Linked DNA regions of Sus scrofa: region 2 is linked to region 1. Evidence: chromatin contacts called from public Hi-C data. All regions are on one chromosome and are shown on one strand. The core of a region is the stretch at or near the end of the contact, and the rest is flanking DNA. Distances in the headings are between cores, read along the strand shown. Region 1 has its middle 17 kb from the start of RIPK1. Region 2 holds the start of TUBB2B (tubulin, beta 2B class IIb).

Region 1 (5,600 bases), core at 2,306-4,805:
CAAACCCACAGCCCAAATAATGCTCAGTGGAGAAACGCTGAAGGCCTTCCCACTGGAATCGGGAGCAAGACAAGGATGCCCCCTCCCACCACTGTTATCTCACATAAAATTGGAAGTCCTGGCCACAGCAATCAGAAGAGAAAAACAAAAGGTATCCGCATTGGAAGGGAAGAGGTAAAGCTGTCACGAAAGGCAGATGACAAGATCCTATACACAGAAAGCCCTAAGTCATTAAAAAAACAACTTGATCTAAGAAACCAATTCAGCAAAGCAGCAGGATACAAGGTTTTCATTCAGAAATTCATTGCATTTTTGTACTAACAAGAAATATCAGAAAAGGAATGAAAAAAAAAAAAAACCTTTTAAAATCACAACAAAAAACCAAAACCAAAACCTAAGAATAAAGCTGACCAAGAAGGTGAAAGACTTATATACTGAGAACTATAAAACATTAATGAAGGAAATGAACGAGGCTTCCAAGAAATGGAAAGATAGCCCAATTCTCTTTATTCCAACACCAGGACTTTCTCGGTCAAACCCATGACAAGTCATGGGATGAGGTTTAAGCTCATCCGCGCTTTGCTTAATTCGCGGACCTGGCTTTAGGTCACGTTCTTCACGCAGAGGTCAAGGACAGGAGGGAAAGTCTCAGAAGGAACAAGAACAAGGTGCTCTGGGGGGAACTCAGAGAGAGGGTCACAGGGGGAGGTGAGGACCACCGCCAAACCGTGACTCTTCACAAACCATATGCAAGACTGCGAGCCGAGCTTCCCAGATACCAGATCCCATGCAAGCCTGATTCTGGAAAATCCTGAGGCTCAAGTCAGGTATTCCTTTTTTTCTTCTTCTTTTGCTTTTTAGGGCCGAATCCTCGGCATATGGAAGTTCCTAGGCTAGGGGCTGAATCAGAGCTCCAGCTGCTGACTTACACCACAGCTCACGGCAACACTGGATCCTTAACCCACCGATCGAGGCCAGGGATCAAACCCAAGTTCTCATGAACACTAGTCGGGCTCGTCACTGCTGAGCCACGATGGGAACTCCAAGCCAGGTATTTCTAATTTCAGAGATTTAACTCTGGGAAATCAAATGACAATCAGACCCCAGGTATTTGGTCAAATCATCTGGACACTGGAAAATATTACAAGTCTGGCAGAGACACCTAGGTGAGAACGCAGAATTAGGTCCCTTCTATCAAGCAAAACCACTGAAAAAGAAGACAGAGGAGGCCTGTAACCAACCCTTATTTTCCGGTCACATCCATGGGGTTCTGCCTTCCCCATCTGGAAACCCAACTCTGAGCCCCAAAGCGCCAACATGTTGAAGCTGGGGGCTCTGCCGGCGCTCTGGCGCCCTCCGGTGGCCAGAGCGGTAACTACAACTCAGAGCCCTCCCCCTGCCTCCTGAACCATCCATGGGGGCCTGAACGGGGCTGGAGGCCTGGAAGCCCCATTTCCTTCCCCCTCTCCCTCCAACGACAATGAAGTGCCTTACAGATGGTGGTGTTCCTCTCTCATCCTTTCCCCGAGCACCCAATTCTTTTCTCCAACACCACCACTACCTTAAATCAGTCAGCCAAACACACTCCAAGTCACATAACCTGCTTTAAGTTAACCAATGAATTAGCTTCCCCTTAATTCACAGAGCAGGTGTTTTTGTTTGTTTTTGTCTTTTGTCTTTTTAGGGTTGCACCCGTGGCATACGGAGGTTCCCAGGCTAGGGGTCAAATCGGAGCTGCAGCTGCTGGCCTACACCACAGGCACAGCAATGCGGGATTCAAGCCACTTCTGCTACTTACACCACAGCTCACGCCAATCTCGGATCCTTAACCCACCGTTTGTGACCACGGACTGAACCCGTGTCCTCATGGGTGCTAGTCGGGTTTGTTAACCGCTGAGCCACAAGATGGAAACTCCTCATGGAGAAGGTTTTAACTCTCGTTTTTCCGGCAGAGGTCAACAACAGAAAGAAAAACCTCAGAAGGAAAAAGACTAAGGAACTTCGCAGAAAGTTGTCGAGGCAGGCTTCACAGGGAGAGGAAGAGTGCCCTGCAAATTCGAACCTCAGTTAGACGCTGCAGTCACGACCACAGCTCAGCTTTCTAGGTGACAGACACCAGGCAAGCCTGAGTCTTAAAACGGAACTCATCCCCAAGCCTCAAGCCAGGTATTTCTAATTCTAGAGGTGTGCTGGCGGTAAGTCAAATGACAGCCACATTCAGAAAGTTGGTCCACTTCTCTGGCCATTGAAAAATATGTTGGAGTTCCTGTCGTGGCTCAGTGGTTAACAAATCCGACTAGTAAACCATGAGGTTGCAGGTTTGATCCCCGGCCTCGCTCGGTGGGTTAAGGATCCGGCGTTGCTGTGGCTGTGGTGTAGGTCAGCAGCTGCAGCTCCGATTCAACCCCTAGCCTGGGAACCTCCATATGCAGCCGGTGCGGCCCTAAAAAGGACCAAAAAAAAAAAAAAAAAAAAGTTTTGATAAATAATAAATACACGCCGAAGAGGTTGTGGAGGAAAAGGGAACCCTCCTGCACTGCTGTAGGAAACAGTACATTGGTACAACCACCATGGAGAACTGTCTGGGGTTTCCTTAAAAAAGAAAAAGAAAAAGAAAACGTTCCGTCTATCCGTCTCGCATGGACCCCTGGATGTGAACGTGGGACTAAGTTCCCTGTATCATGCAAGCAATTTAAGCCGCAGAATCGGAGGCACACCCTCACTTACCCTCCTGCAGAGTCACACACACCCTTGGCGCTCCTCCTGCCCACCTCAAAGCCCAGCTCTGAGCGCACAGCGGGGGCACCAGGCGGCCTCTGTGCTCGAGCGCCCTCTTCCGGCCCTTCCCTCAGCCGCCCCCTGAGCAAGGGCAGGGGCTGCAATGAATGGGCCTGAACACCTGAGAGGCTGACTTCCTTCCTCCAATCCTTCTCAGAGTGATGGAGCCTTACTGAGGGGAAAACTTCCCTCTGAAAGAGATCCAGGACCCCAGGACCCCCGTCCCAACACCGCTTCCCCACGCCGATCCGCCACACCCGCTCCTCGGCACTGAACGGGCTTGAAGCCCATCAGCGTCCCACTGAATTCACGGACTTGACCCCCAGAGGTCAAGGACGGGGGGGGGGGGGGGAAGGTCTCCGAAGGAACAAGAAATCTCTGAGGGAGAGAGTGCGCAGGCAGGGATGAGGACCGACACCAAACTCTCAGCTTCTCCGCAAGCCGCATTCAGGAGCATCAGCTGAGCTTCCCAGGTGCCAAAGGCCCTGCGAGGCTGCCTGCGGAGAACCGCACGCCAGTGGCTCAAGCCGGTGTCTCGAGCTCAGAGGTCTGACTGTGACGTCACGTGCTGGTCGGACCCCGGGCGGTCGGTCCCGGTGTCTGGACGCCGGAAAAAGTCAGCGGGTCTGAGCAGAGTTCGGTCCCCTCTCTCAAGGAAGACAATGGAAAGGGGGCCCAGAGGGGCCTGCAAGCAACCCCCTCGCTGGTCACATGCTCTGTGCCCCCTTCCCTGCCTGGAAACCCGGCTCTGAGCCTGGAAGGGCCCACGTGGAGCACCAGGCGGGCTCTGTCGCCCTCTCGTGGCCATCGACTCTAACGACGACCCGAAAGATCCCTCCTGCCTCCGGAACAGGCCTGGGGGCTGCAGGGGGCCTGGGAACCTGAAAGCCTGATTTCCTTCCCCCTCTCCCTTTACAGCAATCAGGGGCCTCACGGCGGGGCGGGGTGGGGGGGTCCTCTCTCCTAGTTCCCCAGGGCATGCGATTTTTTGGATCCAACACCACGACATAAACCTATCAGCCAGGAAGTGGGATCAAGACGGTGGAGGAGCAGGCGTGGCGCTCCCCTTCGCCCACGAAACCACGTCTACAGGTAGAACGATTCGCACAGAACATCCGCTGGCCGCTGGCAGAAGACTTCAGACCCCAAAAGGGCAAGAAACCCTCCACATAGGTGGGTAGAAAAAAAAGAGAGAGAGAGAGGAGAAAAACAGCAATCAGGACGGGACCAGCACTCTGGAGGGGGAGCTGTGAAAGAGGAAAGGACCCCCCCCCCCCCGCCAGCCCCGGAAGCCGCCTACCCGACCCGCGGAGATCAGATACATAAAGATCAGAGAGGAAAACAATAAAATAGAAATTAAAAAAAGGAAAAATTAAGGAGTTTCCGTCGTGGCTCAGTGGTTAATGAATCCAACTAGGTACCACGAGGTTGCAAGTTCGATCCCTGGCCTTGCTCAGTGGGTTAAGGATCCAGCGTTGCCGTGAGCTCTGGTGTAGGTTGCAGACGCAGCTCAGATCTGGTGTTGCTGTGGCTGTGGTGTAGACCAGCGGCTACAGCTCCAATTCGACCCCTAGCCTGGGAACCTCCATATGCCGCAGGAGTGGCCCTAGAAAAGGCAAAAAGACAACAAACAAACAAAAAAAAAATAGGAAAAAATAAACACAAGGGTAAAAAAAACTGACAAACCCCTGGGCAGTCTCACCAAGAAGAAGAGAGAGAGAAGCCAAATTAAAAAAATAAGAAATGAGGAGATTCCCTCCGTGGTGCAGCGGTAACGAACCCAACCAGTATCCATGAAGACAGGGGTTTGATCCCTGGCCTGACTCAGTGGGCTAAAGGATCCCGTGTTGTCTTGAGCTGTGGGTAGGTCGCACGCAGACACACTTGGATCCCGTGTTGCTGTGGCTGTGGTGTAGGCTGGCAGTTACAGCTCTGAATCATCCCTTAGCTTGGGAATCTCCATGTGCAGCCATTAAAAAAGAAGAGAGAGAGAGAAAAGAAATGAAAAGGGAAAAATCTCAACAGATACTGCAGAAATGAAAACAAGCATAAAAGAATACTATGAACAATTATATGCCAACAAATGTGACAACCTAAAAGAAATGGACACATTTCTAGAAACATACAGCTCACAAAAACTGAATCAAGAAGAAATAGATAATTTGAACGGAATGATCACTAGGAATGAAATTCAATATGTACTGAAAACACTTTCTACAAACAAAAGTCCAGGACTAGATGGCTTCACAGACAAATTCAACAAACATACAGAGAAGAACTCATAGCCCTCCTTCTTAAACCCTTCCAAAAGATTAAAGAAGAAGGAGTGACCCCAAAGACATGCTATGAAGCCACCATCACCCAAATACAAAAACCAGACAAAGATACTATCAAAAAATAAAATTATAGGCCAGTGTCTTTGATGAATATAGATGCAAAAATTCTCAACAAAACTTTAGCTAACCTAATCCCACAACACATAAAAAAAATCATACACCACAACCTTCATCCCAGGTTCCCAAGGATGGTTCATCATATGTAAATCTATCCATGTCATGTACCGCACTAACAAAAGAAAAGTCAAAAACCACATGGTCATCTCAATAGATGCACGAAAACCTTTTTTTTTTTTTTTTTTTTTTTGCTTTTTAGGGCCACATTTGCGGCATATGGAAGTTCCCAGGCTAGGGGTCAAATCAGAGCTACAGCTGCAGCCACAGCAACATGGGATCTAAGCCACGTCTGCAACCTACACCACAGCTCATGGCAACACCGGATTCTTAACCCACTGAGCAAGGCCAGGGATCAAACCCTCGGCCTCA
Region 2 (5,600 bases), core at 1,235-3,734, 130 kb before region 1:
GAGCCGTTAGGGAGAATGCCAGCTCAGAAGGGCAGGGATGCAGGACTGTGTGGACAAAAGGAATGAAGGGAAAGCAGATCCTGAGCCGAAAGCGCAGAGTGCCCAAGGGGCATCCTGGCTTTTGGAAGGATGAGTTCCAGCCTCGCCCTACCCCAAGCCTCTTGCCCTGAAAGAAACCCGAGAGGAAGGGGTCCTTTATGCACAAAATCTTGAACACGCCTTTCCACCCCGGGCGCTCCGCGGAGATCTGCCTGTGAAACAGGAGCTGAGACAGAAACCGCTGGGTGAGGGAGCTGGCGGGGCTCAGGCGGCCGGCGCGGAGCTGATCCCCTGGAGCGCGGCGCGCGGGCGGCCCTCTGGGCCCAGCCGGGGCTCACCTCGGCGCGCCTCGGCACTAGGGGGGCGGGCGCGGCCCCCGCTTGGCTTCTTCCCCGCGGTTCCGACCCACGGGAGCCGCCACCCCCAGGTGCTGACACCAGCCACCGCCCTTTCCCCTGGACGCGGTCACCTTCCCGAGGGCTGGGCGCGCGGCAACGGGGACTCCGACCTGAGCCGAGTCTTTAGCTTGTGTGACCCTTGACACGGCTCAAGCTCGACCCCTCTGCAGCAGTGGGAGCTGGATTAGAAACTCCGCGTCAGGCCCCGTGTCCCTGGAGCCAGGGCACGTGGGCGCTGCTCTGCCCCTCGCCCGACCCCTCCCAACCTTCACGCCGGCAGCAGCGGCTGGAACCTCTGCCCCGAGCTGCAGTCCCGGCGCAATGGGTGTTCGGGGGCGGCTGTGCTTTTGTTCTCTCGGCCCCTCTTTGTGCCCTGGAAGTGGCTTGAAAGCCCCTCTTCCACCCCCAGAGGGAAAGGGAGGCGGCGACAGTTTGCTGACAGTTCTGGGAGGGTCTCGGGCAACAGCTGTGGGCTCCTCTCTGCCGCAGGAACCCGGGTCGTTCGGCCCCTCTCGCCTGGGGATGAAAAGGGGTCGCGTCACCTCCCAGATGACCCGTCAAGAGGCGGGGTAGGGGAGGGGGCGCCTCACCTAGGGAACTGCGGGGGCCAGGTTGCAGCGCGCTCTCTCTCCTCTTTCTCACGCGCACACACACACACACACACACACGAAGGTAACAAAGAGACCAGCTCCTTGGACTCCCTGGATACTACGGGTTTGGAGTGTGAGGCTGCGCCTCTGCGCACGCGCACTGTGTGCGTGTCAGGGTCTCGGGGGGCCTCTCCCTCGCGGTGCTGCAGTTTTCAGGCGTGTCCCTCACCCGCACCAGCAGCACGAAGGTTGAGGACCTCGTGGCCGCCTCGGGGTCCTGCGCCTGGTGGAAGATGTGAATGCTAGCGGCGGGCTCAGGCGAGAACCTCCGAGGAACCCAGCCCCTTAATGGACAATAGATGAACCGAACCCAGACTGGAGAGCGCCTGGGGTGTGATTTTTAACTACTCAGTTGTGGGATGTAACCCACACATTTCCGAGTTCTTTGTTCTGCCGCAGCCCCGCCTCCCGAACCCCACCCTCTTCCGACTGCTGGACAGTCCACCCTGCGCGGCCAGCCACACCCACCGCATCCACTCCTAAGGACAAAAGCCGACCCAAGGGATGGAGGGGTCCTAGGCACCAGTCGGGGAGCTATGGACTCCCGGAGAGGGTCGGGCAGGGCGAAGGAGGCGCCGAGGTCGCCCCTCCCCCGATGCTGCCGCCCCAGAGAAAGGGAGCAAGAGGCCCTTGACAGAGACAAAAGAGAGGATGCGCGGCTGTGGGTGGGGGGAGGGCCGAGGGCGGAGGGCACCCTGAGGCTCTTGGGTCACGGCTCTTCAGATCCGAACACCCTGATCACGCAAGACTTCCTCCCGGGGCCGCCTGCCCTCTCCCAAGACTCTGTGTGATCGAGGTTCGGGCGCCGGACAGCCCTTGGCTTCTAATGGTTGGGGAAAGGGTCAGTGGTCTCACCAGGGAGGGTGGCTTAGGGACCTCCCGCCCTTGGCGGAGGCGATGCCGCAATCCGCGCGGGTATGGAAACCTGCGCCACCCAGCCCTACCACCTGCCAGCGCCCGGCGCACAGAGCCTCCTTTCCAGCGCACCTGATGGCCTCTCCACCTGCTCCAGTTCCCCTGCACCCACCCGTCCAGTGCCACCTGCCCCCTACACACACACACCCGGCCTGCCACACGGGTCACCCTTGCCTCTTCCCCCACCCCCAATTCTCAGTGCCCAGCTTTTCCACATCCCCTCCAGTTCCAGACAATGCGCACGCCCCCCCGCCCCCCACTCCCCGCAGCCCCCACTCCTCGCCGGTCCGCCAGCCTGCGCTGATTGGCCGCGGGCCCGTAGTCCAGCCCCCCGGACGGTCCCTGGGGCTCGGAGCATTACGTCAGCGGGACCTGGAGAGAGCTAGCGCGAAGGGGACTGGGGGGCTCGGGTTGGGGGCGCGGCCTGCGCGGGCGGGCCCAGCCTCCTCGCATAAAAGGCCGAGCCCGCTGGGCAGGCGCTCTCAGCCGGTCGGTTCCCGAGCGCGTTCCTGGTGACCCCGCCGTGGGTGTGTAGGGAGGACGGACAGAGTGACCAGACGCCGACCGGGGCCGGAAGAAGCGAGCTAGCACCATGCGTGAGATCGTGCACATCCAGGCGGGCCAGTGCGGCAATCAGATCGGCGCCAAGGTGGGCGCTGGGGACCCCCGGGGCGGGGGCGGGGTGGGGGCGGGGACCCGGGCTTAACGCCCTCGGGGTTCTGGGCGCCGCGCGTCGTCCCGAGCAGGCCCCGGGCCCTCTGAACGCAGACTTTCCTGGCTGCTTTGTGCCGCCGAGAGGGGCGTGGACCTGGAGGCGACTTTGGCGGGGGCGGGGGAGGAACCTTTCTTAACTTTCTGCGGTAACTCGTTTGGAATCCCGGTCCCTCGGCCTCCCCTTCCTCCTTGCTCCTCGCTTAGCCCGGCACGCGGGCCTGGAGAGCGCGCGGGTGTGTCCGCAAGGCTGCGCGCGCCCGCCTACGGGCGGGGCCCCGACGCCGGGAAAATTGATTTTACTCGCTGGAACCCGAGTCGAGCTGCGGGGGGAGGAGGGGAGCGATCGTCAGAGGAGAGCGATCGCCTTAAGCCTCGGGATGTGCTATGAATCTAAAATCGCCCCGTCCCCCCCCCCCCCCGCTTCAGCTCCCTCTGGTCCCTCTACCCCTCCCACCCCCTCGGCGCCACTTGAGCCCCGGCCGCCGCCTCTCGCCGCCGCTAGTGCCGGCCTTACAGTTGCCGAGACACCCCCACCTCCTGCCGCGAGCAGCTGTTCGCCCGGGAAACGCCCATTTTCTACCCAGTGACCCTGCAAAATGCAAACCCTGCGGCTGTGCCGGGCTGGGCTGCCCCGAAGCCCTGCAAGGTGGCTGGTCCGGGCTTCGCCTTGAGTCCCCGCCTCTCTGCGCCGTGGGGCGTGGCTCAGCACCACCGTTTTCTGCGTTTCAGTTTTGGGAGGTCATCAGCGACGAGCATGGCATCGACCCCACTGGCAGTTACCATGGCGACAGTGACTTGCAGCTGGAGAGGATCAACGTGTACTACAATGAAGCCACTGGTGAGTGTCTTTCCACGCCCCCTCTCCCCGGGGGCCTGACCCCAGGAAGGTGGCCCCTGGGAACGTGGCCCGAGGGGAGGGAGGGTGGACTAACCGATTTAGGGCTCTCGCTCTTTAACTGCGGGTTTCCAGTGGGCGTCCCTTTGAGAATCCAGACCTCCCAGGTCCTTCTTTGTTTGGGGGCGACCGCAGTGCCTGCAAGACGCCCTCCTCTTCAGAGCTCTCTGCCTGCAGGTCTATGTCCAGCTCTGTCCCCACAGGTAACAAGTATGTGCCCCGGGCCATCCTGGTGGATCTGGAGCCGGGCACCATGGACTCGGTCAGGTCTGGACCCTTCGGCCAGATCTTCAGGCCCGACAACTTCGTGTTTGGTGAGTGGCTGACATGGTGATGGCATGTTGGGTCATTTTATGTTGGACAGCTCAGGGTGGAGGGGCGTGTCTGCCGTAGAGAAAGTATGGAGTTGTGTGTCGATTTTGTCTTAATATGAGCTGAAACTAAATGCCTTTGAATCTCTAATGCCCAGTTCCTAACCCTTCTTATTTATATTATGTCCATGACCGAGTATTTTCATGTCTAGCCAGTTTCGTTATAACCTGAAAAAATCTTATCTGAGGCTGACTCATTGGGTTATATTATGGGGATTAAGGTAAAGAGGAATGTAATGCAATCATCAATGGCTTATGAGGACTCTCCCCCTGGCAGGCCAGAGCGGTGCCGGCAACAACTGGGCCAAGGGCCACTACACAGAGGGCGCCGAGCTGGTGGACTCGGTCCTGGACGTGGTCAGGAAGGAGTCAGAGAGCTGTGACTGTCTGCAGGGCTTCCAGCTGACCCACTCGCTGGGGGGCGGCACGGGTTCGGGGATGGGCACCCTGCTCATCAGCAAGATCCGCGAGGAGTACCCCGACCGCATCATGAACACCTTCAGCGTCATGCCCTCGCCCAAGGTCTCGGACACGGTGGTCGAGCCCTACAACGCCACCCTCTCCGTGCACCAGCTGGTGGAGAACACGGATGAGACCTATTGCATCGACAACGAGGCCCTGTACGACATCTGCTTCCGCACCCTGAAGCTGACCACGCCCACCTACGGGGACCTCAACCACCTGGTGTCGGCCACCATGAGCGGGGTCACCACGTGCCTGCGCTTCCCGGGCCAGCTCAACGCCGACCTGCGCAAGCTGGCCGTGAACATGGTGCCCTTCCCGCGCCTGCACTTCTTCATGCCCGGCTTCGCGCCGCTGACCAGCCGCGGCAGCCAGCAGTACCGCGCGCTGACGGTGCCCGAGCTCACGCAGCAGATGTTCGACTCCAAGAACATGATGGCCGCCTGCGACCCGCGCCACGGCCGCTACCTGACGGTGGCCGCCATCTTCCGCGGCCGCATGTCCATGAAGGAGGTGGACGAGCAGATGCTCAACGTGCAGAACAAGAACAGCAGCTACTTCGTGGAGTGGATCCCCAACAACGTCAAGACGGCCGTGTGCGACATCCCGCCGCGCGGCCTCAAGATGTCGGCCACCTTCATCGGCAACAGCACGGCCATCCAGGAGCTGTTCAAGCGCATCTCGGAGCAGTTCACGGCCATGTTCCGGCGCAAGGCCTTCCTGCACTGGTACACGGGCGAGGGCATGGACGAGATGGAGTTCACCGAGGCCGAGAGCAACATGAACGACCTGGTGTCCGAGTACCAGCAGTACCAGGACGCCACGGCCGACGAGCAGGGCGAGTTCGAGGAGGAGGAGGGCGAGGACGAGGCCTGAGGGCACGATGCACGGGCGAGGCAGGGTAGGGAAGCCGAGGAAGGTGAGCGGGAGGGGGGCTGACGCAAGGAGAGAAGCATGGTCTGTGGTCTCCGCTAGGTGTCGCTGGTTCTCTGGTGCTCTTCACTGTTGCCTGTCCCTTTTTTCTTTTTGTAACATTGATGACACCCGTGTAACACTGGAGATCGTTCTGAACTACTGTTGTAATGGCTAAAATCACATAAACGTTTGTGTCCTAATGGTGTCTTCTCTGTCTCCTCTTTCTCTTTATTAGTAATAT

The links. Hi-C and Micro-C count contacts between places; a contact is called where the count stands out from the background.
Region 2: a contact with region 1 is called in a Hi-C map of retroperitoneal adipose tissue, with 3 times the contacts expected there. The contact joins the promoter of TUBB2B here to the enhancer-like site in region 1. A contact is called at or near these places in 2 of 5 promoter capture datasets (fetal liver and liver) and 13 of 47 Hi-C or Micro-C datasets (alveolar macrophages, embryonic fibroblasts, fetal heart ventricle and 8 more).

What each region holds. Positions count from the first base shown.
Region 1 is chr7:1,821,691-1,827,290 of Sscrofa11.1, reverse strand. No RefSeq gene overlaps it. Among named protein-coding and RNA genes, the nearest start is that of RIPK1, 17 kb to the left of the region's middle. Within about 2 kb of position 3,555, at least 29 of the 83 cell types and tissues checked have an H3K27ac peak or open chromatin away from gene starts, as enhancers often do. A contact at or near this core is called in embryonic fibroblasts, fetal liver and retroperitoneal adipose tissue, where this site is marked.
Region 2 is chr7:1,952,664-1,958,263 of Sscrofa11.1, reverse strand. It overlaps TUBB2B (tubulin, beta 2B class IIb), which reads left to right and starts at 2,484. Exons shown (of 4, transcript NM_001243434.1): 1 at 2,484-2,651; 2 at 3,446-3,554; 3 at 3,815-3,925; 4 at 4,260-5,559. The coding sequence starts at 2,595. The coding sequence ends at 5,320. LOC110261696 reads left to right here and starts at 5,328. Exons shown (of 6, transcript XM_021099997.1): 1 at 5,328-5,363. The coding sequence starts at 5,328.